Regions from separate parts of the Mus musculus genome. Here all the other regions are linked to region 1. Evidence: chromatin contacts called from public promoter capture Hi-C data. All regions are on one chromosome and are shown on one strand. Each heading gives the region's core, a stretch centred on a gene start, on an enhancer-like site or on the middle of the called end of the contact. The rest is flanking DNA. Distances are from core to core; before and after follow the strand shown. Region 1 holds the start of Gdi1 (guanosine diphosphate (GDP) dissociation inhibitor 1). Region 2 holds the start of Ssr4 (signal sequence receptor, delta). Region 3 holds the start of Bgn (biglycan).

The links. Promoter capture Hi-C pulls out the DNA fragments that hold promoters and counts their contacts. Capture Hi-C pulls out chosen DNA fragments and counts their contacts.
Region 2: a promoter capture Hi-C map of pancreatic islet shows a contact between it and region 1. The contact joins the promoter of Ssr4 here to the promoter of Gdi1 in region 1. A contact is called at or near these places in 8 of 39 promoter capture datasets (the HPC-7 cell line, the SN4741 cell line, cranial neural crest and 5 more), 2 of 484 Hi-C or Micro-C datasets (LSK cells and regulatory T cells), 5 of 115 datasets of contacts at active chromatin or transcription factors (astrocytes, large pre-B cells, memory CD8 T cells and 2 more) and 3 of 9 other capture datasets (adipose tissue, liver and pancreatic islet).
Region 3: a contact with region 1 is called in a promoter capture Hi-C map of cranial neural crest. The contact joins the promoter of Bgn here to the promoter of Gdi1 in region 1. A contact is called at or near these places in 2 of 39 promoter capture datasets (cranial neural crest and liver) and 1 of 9 other capture datasets (liver).

Annotation. Positions count from the first base shown.
Region 1 is chrX:74,303,735-74,307,803 of GRCm38.p6, reverse strand. It overlaps Gdi1 (guanosine diphosphate (GDP) dissociation inhibitor 1), which reads right to left and starts at 2,792. Exons shown (of 11, transcript NM_010273.4): 1 at 2,363-2,792; 2 at 1,118-1,225; 3 at 860-959; 4 at 567-701; 5 at 1-132. The coding sequence starts at 2,407. It overlaps Atp6ap1 (ATPase, H+ transporting, lysosomal accessory protein 1), which reads right to left. Exons shown (of 10, transcript NM_018794.4): 10 at 3,083-4,007. The coding sequence ends at 3,798.
Region 2 is chrX:73,785,289-73,789,719 of GRCm38.p6, reverse strand. It overlaps Ssr4 (signal sequence receptor, delta), which reads right to left and starts at 2,697. Exons shown (of 6, transcript NM_001166480.2): 1 at 2,414-2,697; 2 at 767-885. The coding sequence starts at 2,480. Idh3g (isocitrate dehydrogenase 3 (NAD+), gamma) reads left to right here and starts at 2,823. Exons shown (of 13, transcript NM_008323.1): 1 at 2,823-2,945. The coding sequence starts at 2,865.
Region 3 is chrX:73,481,124-73,485,008 of GRCm38.p6, reverse strand. Bgn (biglycan) reads right to left here and starts at 1,408. Exons shown (of 8, transcript NM_007542.5): 1 at 1,247-1,408.

The DNA of each region.
Region 1 (4,069 bases), core at 1,543-4,042:
TCCGGTAGACATCACGCATGCTGGTGTTCTGGGGATCAACACCCTCAAAGGTTTTGGGGTCATTCTCATCAAAGTTTGCCACAAACACCAAAAATTTTCGGAAGCGTCGTTTTTCAAACATGCCCATCAGATCTGAAAGAAAGGTATTGAGAAGACCCTTAGCATTACTGGGACATAGAACTCCTCTTTCCACCAGAGCAGGCCAAGAAAGCTGGTTGTATGTAATGTAGAGTATTGGCTCCCACCAATACTCTATCATGTAACACTACCCCACCCTTCTTGATCTCAATTTTCTTTTTGTAGGAAGAAACCCTTCTAGTTCCACGTAGGGATGCTACAGGGCAAGTAGGCCCTCTGACAAAAAGGAATCCTGTTCTGTGAACTTTCTGGCAACTTGCCAGGATGGGTAGCACTGTCCAATCAATACACTATAAAGTAAGGGTCCTCTAGGACTACACAGAGCTAAGATTAGTTTCAGGCAAAGATGAGCCTTTTGCCTAACTGTCCTGAAAATAGTCTGTCTCATCCAGCCCCATTATTCTCTGGTTAAGGAGACTCATACTCACTAGAAGCCAAGGCCTCAGTCTCGGTGGATGGCACTTTGTAGATCTTGCCCCCCTTATATACAAAGCTGCCCTCTACCACCTTGAAGTCCAGATATCGAGTCACTTCTGTATATAGTAGCATCTTTACCAGCTGACCTGTGTCCAGAGGAAATAAGGGACATTGTTGTGTTTTCCTTCAAAAACTCTCAGTAGTCTGACTGACCATATTCTTGAGATTGACCAATCTCTCCCCACTCCGTCTTCCCACTCACCACCCCCAAAACCATATACAGCATCTTTTTAATCTCTCTCACCATTGGCCATGAGGAATTTGGGGATCAAGTCAACATTCCAGTCTCGGCCCCGGCCCATTGATTCAGGGGGCCCTTCCAGTATCTGAAAGCGCTTATATAGCTGTAAGCAGGACAGGAAAGAAAGAAAAATGTCAAGGACCTGTCGCCCTTTCCCACTCTCCTGCCCAGTACCTGAGAATTACTTCGCCCCCTTATACCTATGTGGAAGACTAACAAGGATCTGGGTCTAAGCCCAGGTCTAAGAATAAGAAATCTTACCTCCTCCAGGGGTGTGATGGAAGAGCTCTCACCCCCATAGTAGGGGTTTCGGTCCATGTGCAGCACCTTCTTTCCATTCACAGACATGATGCCAGACAGGATGCATTCCTGGGGAAGGAGTGACATTTGCAGCTATACCCCATAACCCTCCAACTTGCTTCATGCCCACCACCAATTTTATAATGCAGCTCTTTTCAGTGCCTAAAACTGGGGAGGAGAAGATGGCTTCATATGATGTTTCCTTTACAACCCTGCTGAGTAAACTACTGGAGCATTAAAGGAGGTTTGGGGGGCAGAGCTTTCAGCTTCCAAGTCTTCCAGCATCAACAAGCCAAGAGAAGTATCTACTTCTCTGAGCCCACAAAAAGACAATGAGTCTACAAGAAGAACCAATTCAAAGGACCTTTGAAAGAGAAGGCCAAGTCCTTGAAATCCCAGGCCCCACCCTGCTCCTCCTTCAAAGGGCAGGAGCCCCTGACTCTCTTCTGGCCCTATCCACTGGTCTAGACTCAGGGTTCAAACTAAAAAGATTTAGGCCGGGGGTGGGGGTTGGGGGGGGCGGGGGCAGGGAAGAGACAAACACCCTCACCAGTCAGTCACTAACCCAAGGACAAAGGCTGAGGATATATATTCAGTCTGAGATCTCCATGGGAAACCAAGTTGGGGCAGAGGTAAAGTGGTCACTACCCCCCCCCCACACCCCCCACACACACACTCCTGCTGTCTCTGGAACATTCCATGGGTTTCCTATCCCATCCCAAAAAGCAGAAAAGCATGATGAGGGCCCACCCTTGTAATGTCCCCATACCCATCTTCATATTCCATCCCCTAGTTTGATCACAAGATGGTAAGGGATGCTAATCAAGGCCTTGGAGCAGGTGATGAGTTCAGGCAAAGGGTGGGGGCTGGGTGCAATGGTTCCACTGTGTGTGTGGGGGGGTGAGTTTTCCACCTCGGTGATAGAGATAGGGAAGAATAGGGGTCTGAGGTTAAGTACTAGAGTGCAGGAACACAGGACAAAGTGGGGCCCTCTACAGAGAATTGGGAACTGGAATCGACATCCTAGGGTGAGGTAGTGGGTTGGGCATGGGGTTGGTTTTCCCAGGGCTGGAGCTAGGATGATGGGAGGATGGATCGGATACCGGACTCTGCATCAATGCGGGATGGAGTGGGGTGGGGAGGGATGGCGTGGGGTGGGGAGGGATGGCATGATGCAGGGCTATGAGAGCCTGAAGTGGCACTTACGGTAAGACCTGTCCCCAGCACAATCACATCGTATTCCTCATCCATGATCAGGCCTTGGTACCAGCGTCCGCTCTGCTCCTCCTCCTTCACCACAGCAGCCGCTACCACTACCTCTACTATTGCTACTGCTGCTACTGCCGCTGCTGCTGCTGCCCCTGCCGCTGCTTCTGTCACTGCCGCCGCACTGAACCAAAGATGGCGTCTGTCGGTTGTCTCCTGATCCCTACGCAGCGTTAATGAGTCCCTCTCTCTCTCCGCTGGCCCCGCCCCGCCCAACCAGTCATCATTTCCTTGCTTGTTTTCTGGGAGGGCTTCTGTCACCTGGGTCCCAGCACCAGAATGACTGCAGGGGTTATCGGGGCTCTTCGTGAGCCCAGAAAAATACGGGGCGGGGCAGGCCGGCAGCAGGTGCTGAGTCCTCCGAAAGATCCTTGCGCGGGAGCCGCGCGCGCCCCGCCCCGCCCCGCGCGCTCCCGTACCGCCCCCTGGGAGAAACACAAGGTATGGAAGCCCTGCTGTGTGTTGTTGCACAGTAGCGGAGCTACCATTGTCAGGATTCCTCCCAAGGCCAGGAAAAGTAACAAGCCTCTACTCTAAGTAGGTTTGTTAAGAGTATCAGCTTACTGAAGACCCTCCCACCCTTCCTCTCTCACCTCTTGCATGACTGGACTACATCTGAGCACTTCTTCCCTTCAGTCAAGAAAAAAAAATCTACTGTTCAGTGCAGAAATGAGTGACACGAAGCCCAACACAAGGCAACACGTCTTTATTTTATTAGGAAGGAAACAACAGAGCAACCCCCCACACACACCTCCGGCCTCTTGACAGGCAGTCTTTATGGGAATAATCCAGAAACCCAGTGAGCACACTTTGTTCACCAATCCTCGTGATGGTTTCTTCCTTCCCAGGCCACAGAAATAAACCCCAGTGTACCACTCACTCTTAACACATCACCCCTCCCCCCCAAAAAACATAACAGCTAAGCTGGACAGACAGTCAAGTAGTCTTTCCACACCTCGCAAATTCAAGGAACCTCAAGTTCATGGCTGTTGCTGGAAGCTCCATAAAGCTTGGGGAGTGAGCATTTACTACACAAAAGCACTATAAACAGCAAGGAATAATAGCAGAGGGGCAAGAATAAATAAGGAGAGAGGGTAAAGGGGAGACCCTAGAATTAAGGTCCCTTCCCCTCTTGATGATGAAGCCTGGAAGATTTATCTAATATCTATGAAGAATACACTTTGTTGGTAGAGATGGGGGATAGCCACAGGGGAGTCCCTCTCCGGGTTAAAGAGGAAGCAAGAGAGACTGAGGGTGGCGTATGTAGGGTTCATGCTATAGTAGGAAGAGGACAAACCTTTCCATCCACTGTGTCACAAAACAGAAACATGACAACCTAGACACCAATACTCCCTCAATTCCTCTCAGGTGTATGTCACACAATCTGGGTCAAAGTGATGGTGGGGCCCTTGTGGTCATCAAAGCGATCCATGGTCTTTAGGCTGAGTATCATGTGCAGACCATAGGTGAATATGAAAAGCATGAAGAGGGTGGTGAGCAGACCCATCCAGATGCCCGGAGAGAAGAAACCAGCACAGTCGCTAGCATAGGAGAACTGTTCACCAGTCACATTGAAGGCCTGGATCTAGGAGACACATTGACATGGATCAGATGGTTCCACAAGGTTCCACACACAGTAAGAGCTGG
Region 2 (4,431 bases), core at 1,448-3,947, 520 kb after region 1:
CAAAGCAGTACTATGACTGGGGAGGGAGAGTAGGCCAGCAGAGGGCTATAGTATGTTGGTAGGGGTTGCTGTGGAAGACTCAGGAAATGGGCCTGCCACAGCCCAGAGCCATGCTAGGCCTCACCCATGGACACTGTCATGTCTTTCTTCATCTGTTTCCCTAGAGGTGAACAGAACTACATATCCCTTATAACCAGTTTATCCTAACCCACAACAAGTCTGTTAGCTGTACACAGGGTTGGGATGATAAAAAAAAAAAATGGCCTTGTTATTTCTTGGAGCTTGAGAAGGAAGTGCCAAATGAAGTATTTAACCCTAGGAGTATTGTTCCCCCCCGAAAAAGTTCCAATTTCTTTCTTTAGATTTTTGGAAGAGCAGGTTAAAGGTTCAGGCTGGAGTTTTTCTATTTTAAACTTACAGAACATTCATACAGACACATACTCAGGCAAACTACAACGAGAAAAAAAGATAGAGGGGCCTGACCCTAGTTCTTTCTCCCATTCCAGACATTCATCCAGGAAACAGTGGGGTGTCTACCCACATTACTGCATGGAGGCAAAGCATACCAAGCAGGTCAGGAAAATGCTCTTGAAGTACTTGCTAGGATCTGGCCTCGCTGTGCCCTCATCTCTCCTGCACCCTGTGAATTGGAATCCTTATTCTCCCTGTTGATAGGATCCTCAGGTCACTGTCAACTGCCAGTGAATGAGTCTGCCACCCTCATCTCTTCCCCTGCACCCTCTCTGCTGAGTCCCTACTGTCTCACCTGGACCCTGTTCTTGCAGGTCAGTGAAATCTCCACGATGAATACAGTCTCTGTAGAAATGACGGCATCTGAAGTTGTATAGTAAGAAGGGGTGATCTGTGGTTCCAGGCAGGCCTCTGCTGTGGAGAGGAGGCAAAGCCAATTTGTGTGTTCCAGGCAAAAGGGCTTACCCTGGCTCCACCTCTCAGACTTGGTGAGCTGAGGATACACATACTCTTCTATTCCTGACAGAAAGTGGGGTCTGGGAGATGGATCCTAGTACTCAGTCAAAAGTAGAGTGGAAGGGGCCAGTGAGGGCTGATGAGCCAGGCCAGAGTGAGGTAGGGAAAGCTCTGCAGAGGTGAGTCTGGATGCAACAACATGGAAGCAACAGCCATGTTTGAGGCAGGCAGGAGGCTGATGAAATTAGTATCTGAATCTATGATAGGGAGGCCACAAAGCAGCTCACCTGCTCCTAAAGTACCCCAGAAGCCCAGTAGGTCAAGGCAGCCTCAATTCAGAGCTTCTTCAATAGCCTACTGAAAGCATTCTGCAGACACTAAATGGGGTGTTGTTAACACACAGGGACTTTCAAGATAAGGGTCTCTAGACCCATCCAGGTGACAGAATGTCAAGACTGGTTCTAGTGTTTCCTGAGAGAAGTAAATTCTGGGCCCAAACACCAAACCTGCCCCTGTAAACTAAACACCCCTGAGGAAAAGTTTTCATCCAACTCTTCTCCAAATGTGATGTCTTGAAAGAATGACCGATTAAGCTAGAGAAGACCTTGTACCGGCATAAATGGCAGGAGGAAAATGCCTGGGAATGGCTCTCAAGGCCATATTCCACCAACCCTTCTGTGACCTGCTCAGCTGGGCCTTTCCCTGTAGACACTATGGAACCCCTAATAGATGTTACAGCCAGGTTTGTCTTTTTAAGACACTGCTAGCAACAGACTGAAGGATTCTCTGAGGGGTGGGTAGAAGGGATGGCCAGAGGCTACCTGTATGTACAGAAACCAAATCGTCCTTAGTTCAGGCTCTCAGGTCTGAGGTGCTAACATCTTTCAAAACACATGCCGGCACTCCAGATTGAGCTCAGCCCCACTACCACGTTACAGATGTCTCACAAATATCAACGGGTCTGTGCACGGTTCAATTTTGCTATGAACTTTGGGGTGGGATATACCAAGGCGTCACAAAAAGTCGAGGCTCTGGGCACTAAAAGCCCTTGCTCACTTCATCGGTTCCCTATCTAACTCGCCTAGTGCCCTTACTCTGATCTGCCTCCCTCTCTTAGGTTTCTCTTGGGGAAGCCTGGCCTATGCAGCATTGGTTCGTAGCTGCCAGCACTGCTCTTGTGCGACTACCTTTTGACACAGGAACCAGGGACATACATATCACCTTCCCTGCTGGAGCTGGTGGTCGGAGCATGGTACTGCTTTGGGGGTTCTCCCAAAAGCAGACAAGGAAGCAACCTGGCTGTCGGGTAAACGTGTGTGTGGTGCTTTGGTCGCCACGACACAACACCCATCGGGGGAAGATCCCGTCAGTAGCGACGAGCCCCGGGAAGGGCCAGATCCCCACCTCGCGCACACCCTTCCTCCCCCCAGCACCACCTGCCAACAGCAGGGGCGCGCCCCGAAACAAGCTCCGGCCAGGCCGCTACCTGAGCAGCAAGATAGGCCAGACAGCAGGAGTAGTGCCAGGGCGCCGAAAGATGCCATCGCCGCCATCGCCTCTTCTCTTCCGAGGGGAAAAGAGAGCAAGCCACCCTGGACATGCGGAGCAGACGAGGAAGCGCGACGCGTAAGCGGCCTCAGCACCCAATCGTGCGTCGGCGGGCTGGGTCGGGCATGGTGACGTCGCTGGCGGCACTGACGTGTCCGCTTCCCTAGCCAGGGTCCCAACCGGTCGCACTTCCCTCCTTCTCAGCCTTCCCCTCCCCAAGATGGCGGAACAGTGCTCTAGGCACCGGAAGGGGGCGTAAGAACCGGTGTGACTGTGCGCGTGCGTAATGCTAGCGTTTTCTCAACCCATACCCCGGATTTCTCGCTGTCCCCAACTGTCGCGAGAACGGTGCTTAATGTTTTGACCTGTAGAGGTCCTCACTTTTCGTCATGGCGCTGAAGGTGGCGATAGCTGCTGGCGGTGCTGCAAAGGCAATGCTCAAGCCAACTCTCCTCTGCCGTCCTTGGGAGGTGAGTGGTGAATGGGCGGTGGGACATTTGCAGGCTTACAGAGGGACTTAACACCCAATTGAGACCCGGAGTCGGGTAACGGCTCTTTGAGCAAACACGGAATTCGATTGGCTGTGCGAGCCATAGGAGGGGCGGGGAGAGGGCTGCACTCTGGGGTTCACTGGTTGCTTCTGCTGTCCGTGAGGCGGTTGGCCGAAATTGACTCTGATCTGGCTCCTCTGTGCCTTCCTCCGGAAGGGTTGGGAAGGTAGACCGCAGTAGCTAGGTGTCCCCTCCGTAGTGTCCTTGTGGAAGCCCTTTTGAAGAGGCCACGTGTCCTGGCCCACCTTGCATGTACCATCTAAGCCTGTTTCTGGACTCAGTTCCTCCTTGGTTTTCCCTCTCTTAGACTGCTTTGCCCTAGTGGAGGTGGAAAATCAGACTTTATCAGTATCTCTCTCGCTGTGTGTCTCTCGCTGTGTCCCCGCGTTCCCTCTCCCGGTTTCTCTCTGTCTCGTCGAACACGCGGTTTCTCTCTGTAGCCTGGAACTCACACTGTAGACCAGGCTGGCCTTGAATTCAGAAATCCTCCTGCCTCTGTCTCCCAAGTGCTGGGATTAATTAAAGGCATGCACCGCCGCCATCTGGCTATCCATAATCCTTGATCCCTCCAGATCTTCCGCCTACCAAGCACCTAGATACTTGATTCTAACCAAAAGGCCAACAAACAAGCCCAAACCCCTGTAATGAGAGTGAACCAGGGTTCTAAGACTGGAAGCTTCTAGGGCTTTGCTTTCCTGGTTCTTTCTTTGGAGTCTTGGTTAGCTGGTTTAGCTCCTGGGTAGCACTGCTTAGCACCAGAAAACCAACAACTAGCTCTGGGGAATAAGAGCTATGACCTCTAGGCCTTGCTCTTCCACTGACCTAGAATATGGCATTAGGCCAGCTCTCTTTTCTCTCTGGGTTCCAGTGAGGAGAGAGGACTTTATGTTCTCAAAGCATTTGCTGACTCTGACCTTCCAGAATGCCATGGGGTTTTTTGTTGTTGTTGTTGTTGGGGTCTTGGGGGCTTTTTTGTTTTGTCTTGTTTTGTTTGGGGAAGGGAGCTACATATGCTACATGAAATTCTATTTAAAATAGGGACTTCTGGTTCAGCCAGATGGCTGAGTGGGTAAAGGCACCTGCCTCCAAGCTTGGATACCAAGTTTAATCCTTGGAATTCTTGTAAAATGCAAGGAGAAAAAGGACCCCACAGAATCATCTTCTCATTGCCACACGTGTGCTATGGCTTCTTCCTCATTGTTGAGGAAAGACCAGCAGCATATAGAGGATTACTAGAGACCCTGATGGCTCCAGAAGCTAGGCTTCTGTAAACTCTTAATGAAGACCTTTCCTCCTGAATGCTTGTGTGCCTTTGTTGGGATGGGACTAGGTGGCAGTGGAATGATTGGTAGCCAGGCAGGGCTTTGCCCTGAGACTGATTGTCCTGGGTATAGGAACCCATATA
Region 3 (3,885 bases), core at 159-2,658, 820 kb after region 1:
AGACCCACATCCTTCTATCAGTATATCCGCATTACCTGTCCTCAAAGCCCCCCCTCAACCCCGGCTTTAGCCTTCAGCAGCAATACACAGTCATGTTTTACACAAAGCAACCATGCCCACCCACAAGCTCTCCTAGGGTGTAGGTGGTACAGGCAACTGATTGCATGTCCAGATGCCAGCCCTTAGGACTCTTGCTAGCATAGGGAACATCTTAAGTGTGTCTCAATTTCAGTCATTTCAAGGCAGAAAACTGGCAGACTAGAGAGGCAACAGCTCCTAAACATGAAATTGGAGTCACCCAGGTGCCCTTGGCCTAATAAAGATTTCCTCTGCCTGCCCTACCTACAGCTCTGGACCTCTTATTCTAGGTACTCCAGTCCGCTAACCTTCACCAGACTTGGTTAATGCCCAGTTGACTCTGTCTGTCTTGCTTCTTCTTCTGAGTCTCTTGACAGGCTCCTCAGGGCTCTAAGCCACGTTTTCTTCCTGGAAACATGGCACAATTTCCCCATTTTCTACCCCCATCCCATCATCTGCCCATTGTGCATCTCAGCTCAAGAGGAAGCAGAACATTAGTCTATGGTGAGTATGGAATATTAGGGCAAGGTGCCTGAGGTGTGCCTGGGAGCACAAGTGTCTCTGACTACTCCAAGGGGAGACTGTGCCAATGCTGAGTTTTGCATTGGCTCCATCCTCCCTGACCTGGCCAGGTGCCAAGACCCCAAGAAAGGCTGAGCTGGGAGAGCAAGGCTAGCAGGAGTGAAGGGTGTGCCTGGGCCTTGCCATGAAGGGATAGGACTATGGGTAGAGCTTAGCCATCCACCCAGCCCTGCCTCAGTGCTCTGGGCAGCACCCTGGGGGAGCTCCCTGTCCATCCCCAGAAGCAGAGAAGCAACGCATAGGTGAGCTTAGCAACTGGGCACTGTCAGAGAGGAAAGGGAAAGGAAGGGTAGGAAGAAAGTTCAGGGAAGAGCGTGGGGAGAAGAGGCAGAAATGTGGTGTTGATGAAAAGGACACAAAGCCTTTGGTGGGTGCCCTGGGGGAATATAGAGAGCAGCAAGGAGACAGTGGAAGTATAGACACTGGGGCGGCAAGACTAGATGCGGCAGGGCTGGTGTGGAGACAGCAGGATTGCCAACATCTTTGGCTGATGAGGGTACAGCATAGCCAGAAATGAAGACAGGGAGGACAGATGGAAGTCTTTGTCGAGAGAGTGGAGTCAGTTCCCGGCGTGAGCAGGCCCTACCTGGGGAGGGACAAGCAGCCAGGTGCAGGCTGCTTAGTTGGTGGACTAGGTTGTCAGGCTGTCGGTTTGTCTGTCCGTCAGGGCCAACCGGGAGCAGCTGCTCGCTCCTGGGCAGTTCGTGGAGAGAGGGAGACAGAGGCGGTGGGAGGGAAGCTAAAGGCTGGGCGGGCGGGCCGACAGGGAGGGGACGGGGCGGAGAGGGAGACAAGAAGGGAGGGGGCTAGTGGAGCAGAGAGGGAGAAAAGGGGGGAGGAAGGGCAGCTGGGAGGGAGGGGGCAGGCTTCCTGCCCCCCCTGGCAGCTTCAAAGGAAGCAATTTTCTTGTAGACGGCTGGTCTATGTGGCACCCCTCCCCCTCACGCCCCCCACCCTGGCCCCTGCCTCAAGCATAGTTTGAAAGAACACACATTCACTTACTTAGGGACAGACCCTTGGTGTCTTTGGGCAGACAGTCTCACAGAGTCAAACTTTCCACTATCCAAAAGGGGACACTGAGGTGCTTGCTGTTGTGGGGCTAGGCAGAAGAAAGTGAGAGGAAGATGAGGAAAGGTAACCTGATGGCTACCCAGAACTTAAGTCTGAAGCCAGGGGCACTTTGGGGATTATAGATGTAGAGGATGGTAGGCTTCTGGAAGGGCTTGATCCAGGATCCCACTGGCTCTGTTAGCCTTTCCTCTTCTCCTTCCTTTCCTCCTTTAAAACGAGGCATTTGCCCCCCACCCCCACCCCAAGTTTCTGCAGGCCTTCTTGGCTCACATCCCTGAAGCCTTTGAGAAGTTGGCAAAGCTGATTTGGAGGAGAGAAACAAGCTCCTTATCTTCTTGCTCAACCCCTACTGGCCGGCCAGGATGCAGTAACCATGGTCTCTCTTATGAGCATTTCCTTCCTTCAATTTCAGGACCTAACAGGGCTAGGCTGCCAAACCTCAACTGCTTCTTGAGGGTCCAAATGAGACATGGTCCCTAGTGTAGCATTTACCTGTCCAGTGATGTCCTACCTCTCCTTTTCCAGGGCAGCTTCCAAGATGTAAAGGTGAGCCCTTAGATGGTGGGAGAGACTAAATTGGGGAGCCACACTGAAATCTAAAGATGAAACCAGGGACCAAGTGTAAGGAAGGGCAAACAAAGAAAGTTCAGGTGAGGGGCTGAGGCAGAGGCCCACTGGATAGAGGGCAAGGTGAAGTTCACTGCATGTTCTCAGTTGAGGACAGAATCTCCAGTAGAATTTTGCTTGGAGCCAGAATCAGTGTCGAACTTTCCTTCAAGAGCAGTCTCTTCTGGCTGCAGAGAGGAGAAAATTGGGAGAAGCAGGATATGGGTTGGGAGCCGGTGGATGCCTTTGGATTCCATGGTCCAGACCAGGAGACTAGGGAGCACTCAGGCTTCTCAGGCTGCTGGTTTTTGTCTGCTCATGTGTGTGTGTGTGTGTGTGTGTGTGTGTGTGTGTGTGTGTGTGTATGTATGTATGTATGTATTTATAGGATCTTATGTAGCCCCATCTGGCCTTCAACTCACTATGTAAGTGAAGTTGCTCTTGAACTCCAGATCCTCATGTCTCTGCCCCCTGAGTGCTGGAATTACAGCAGGTCCAAGGCACATATGGAATATTCTGCTTGGTGAGTGCAGCCAGTGGCAAAAGGCCACATTATGTCTGGCCTGTTCATGTGAGATTTCCAGAATGAAACAGAAAGAAACAGCATCTCATCAGTTCTGAGTCTTCAGTTTGAAACAATGAAACTGCTCTGAACATACTAAGTGAAAACTGCTGAATAGTTCATTTAAACTGTATGCCTTGTATTTTATATATCTTTCATCTCTTCTCTTTTTTTTTCTTTCTATTTTTGAGATAAAGTTCCACTAGATATCCTTGAATTCATGGTGAGAATTTTCATCTGTCTATGCTGAGATTACAAAAGAGTGAGCCTTTACTATACTCAACAAGTATATTTCAATAACTCTTTCCTTTTGCTTTGATTTTTGAGATAGGGTTTCTTGTACCCCATGCAGACCTCAGATTTGCTGTATAGTCCAGAATGACCTTAAACTCTTGATTCTTTTGCCTCCACCTCCTGGGTGCTGGAATTAGAAGCACAAAGCACCATACCTAGCCAAGGCTTTTATTTTAAGGATGAAAACTCACAAAATATATACCCACTGCCCCAGGTACCTGTCTACAAAGCCCTTATTAAATATGGTACCACTTGGCCTAAGCCTACATTCACTGTTCTAGGGTTTTTATTCACCCCCCTAGAACACTGGCCAGGAGAAGCATGATGGAGCTAGTGATCACAAGCTAGAACTTCTGTGACCCACTAGAGCAGTGGTTTTCAGCCTTCCTAATACTTTGACCCTTTAATACCATTATTTTAATTGCTACATCATAAATGTAATTTTGCTACTGTTATGAATCATAATGCAAATATCTATGTTTTCTGATGGTCTTAGGGGACCCCTGTGAAAGGGTCCTTCAATTCTCAAAGGAGTCACTACCTACAGGTTGAGAACCACTGCACTAGAGGGACACCTAAGGCATAGAGGAGTTCTACAAGGAGGCAGGTATACGTTCTTGTTTCTGGCCTCAACAGAGCTACTACACCCAGCATCAGACAGGCCTAGGAAGACTTTCTGGAGGAGCCAGGAA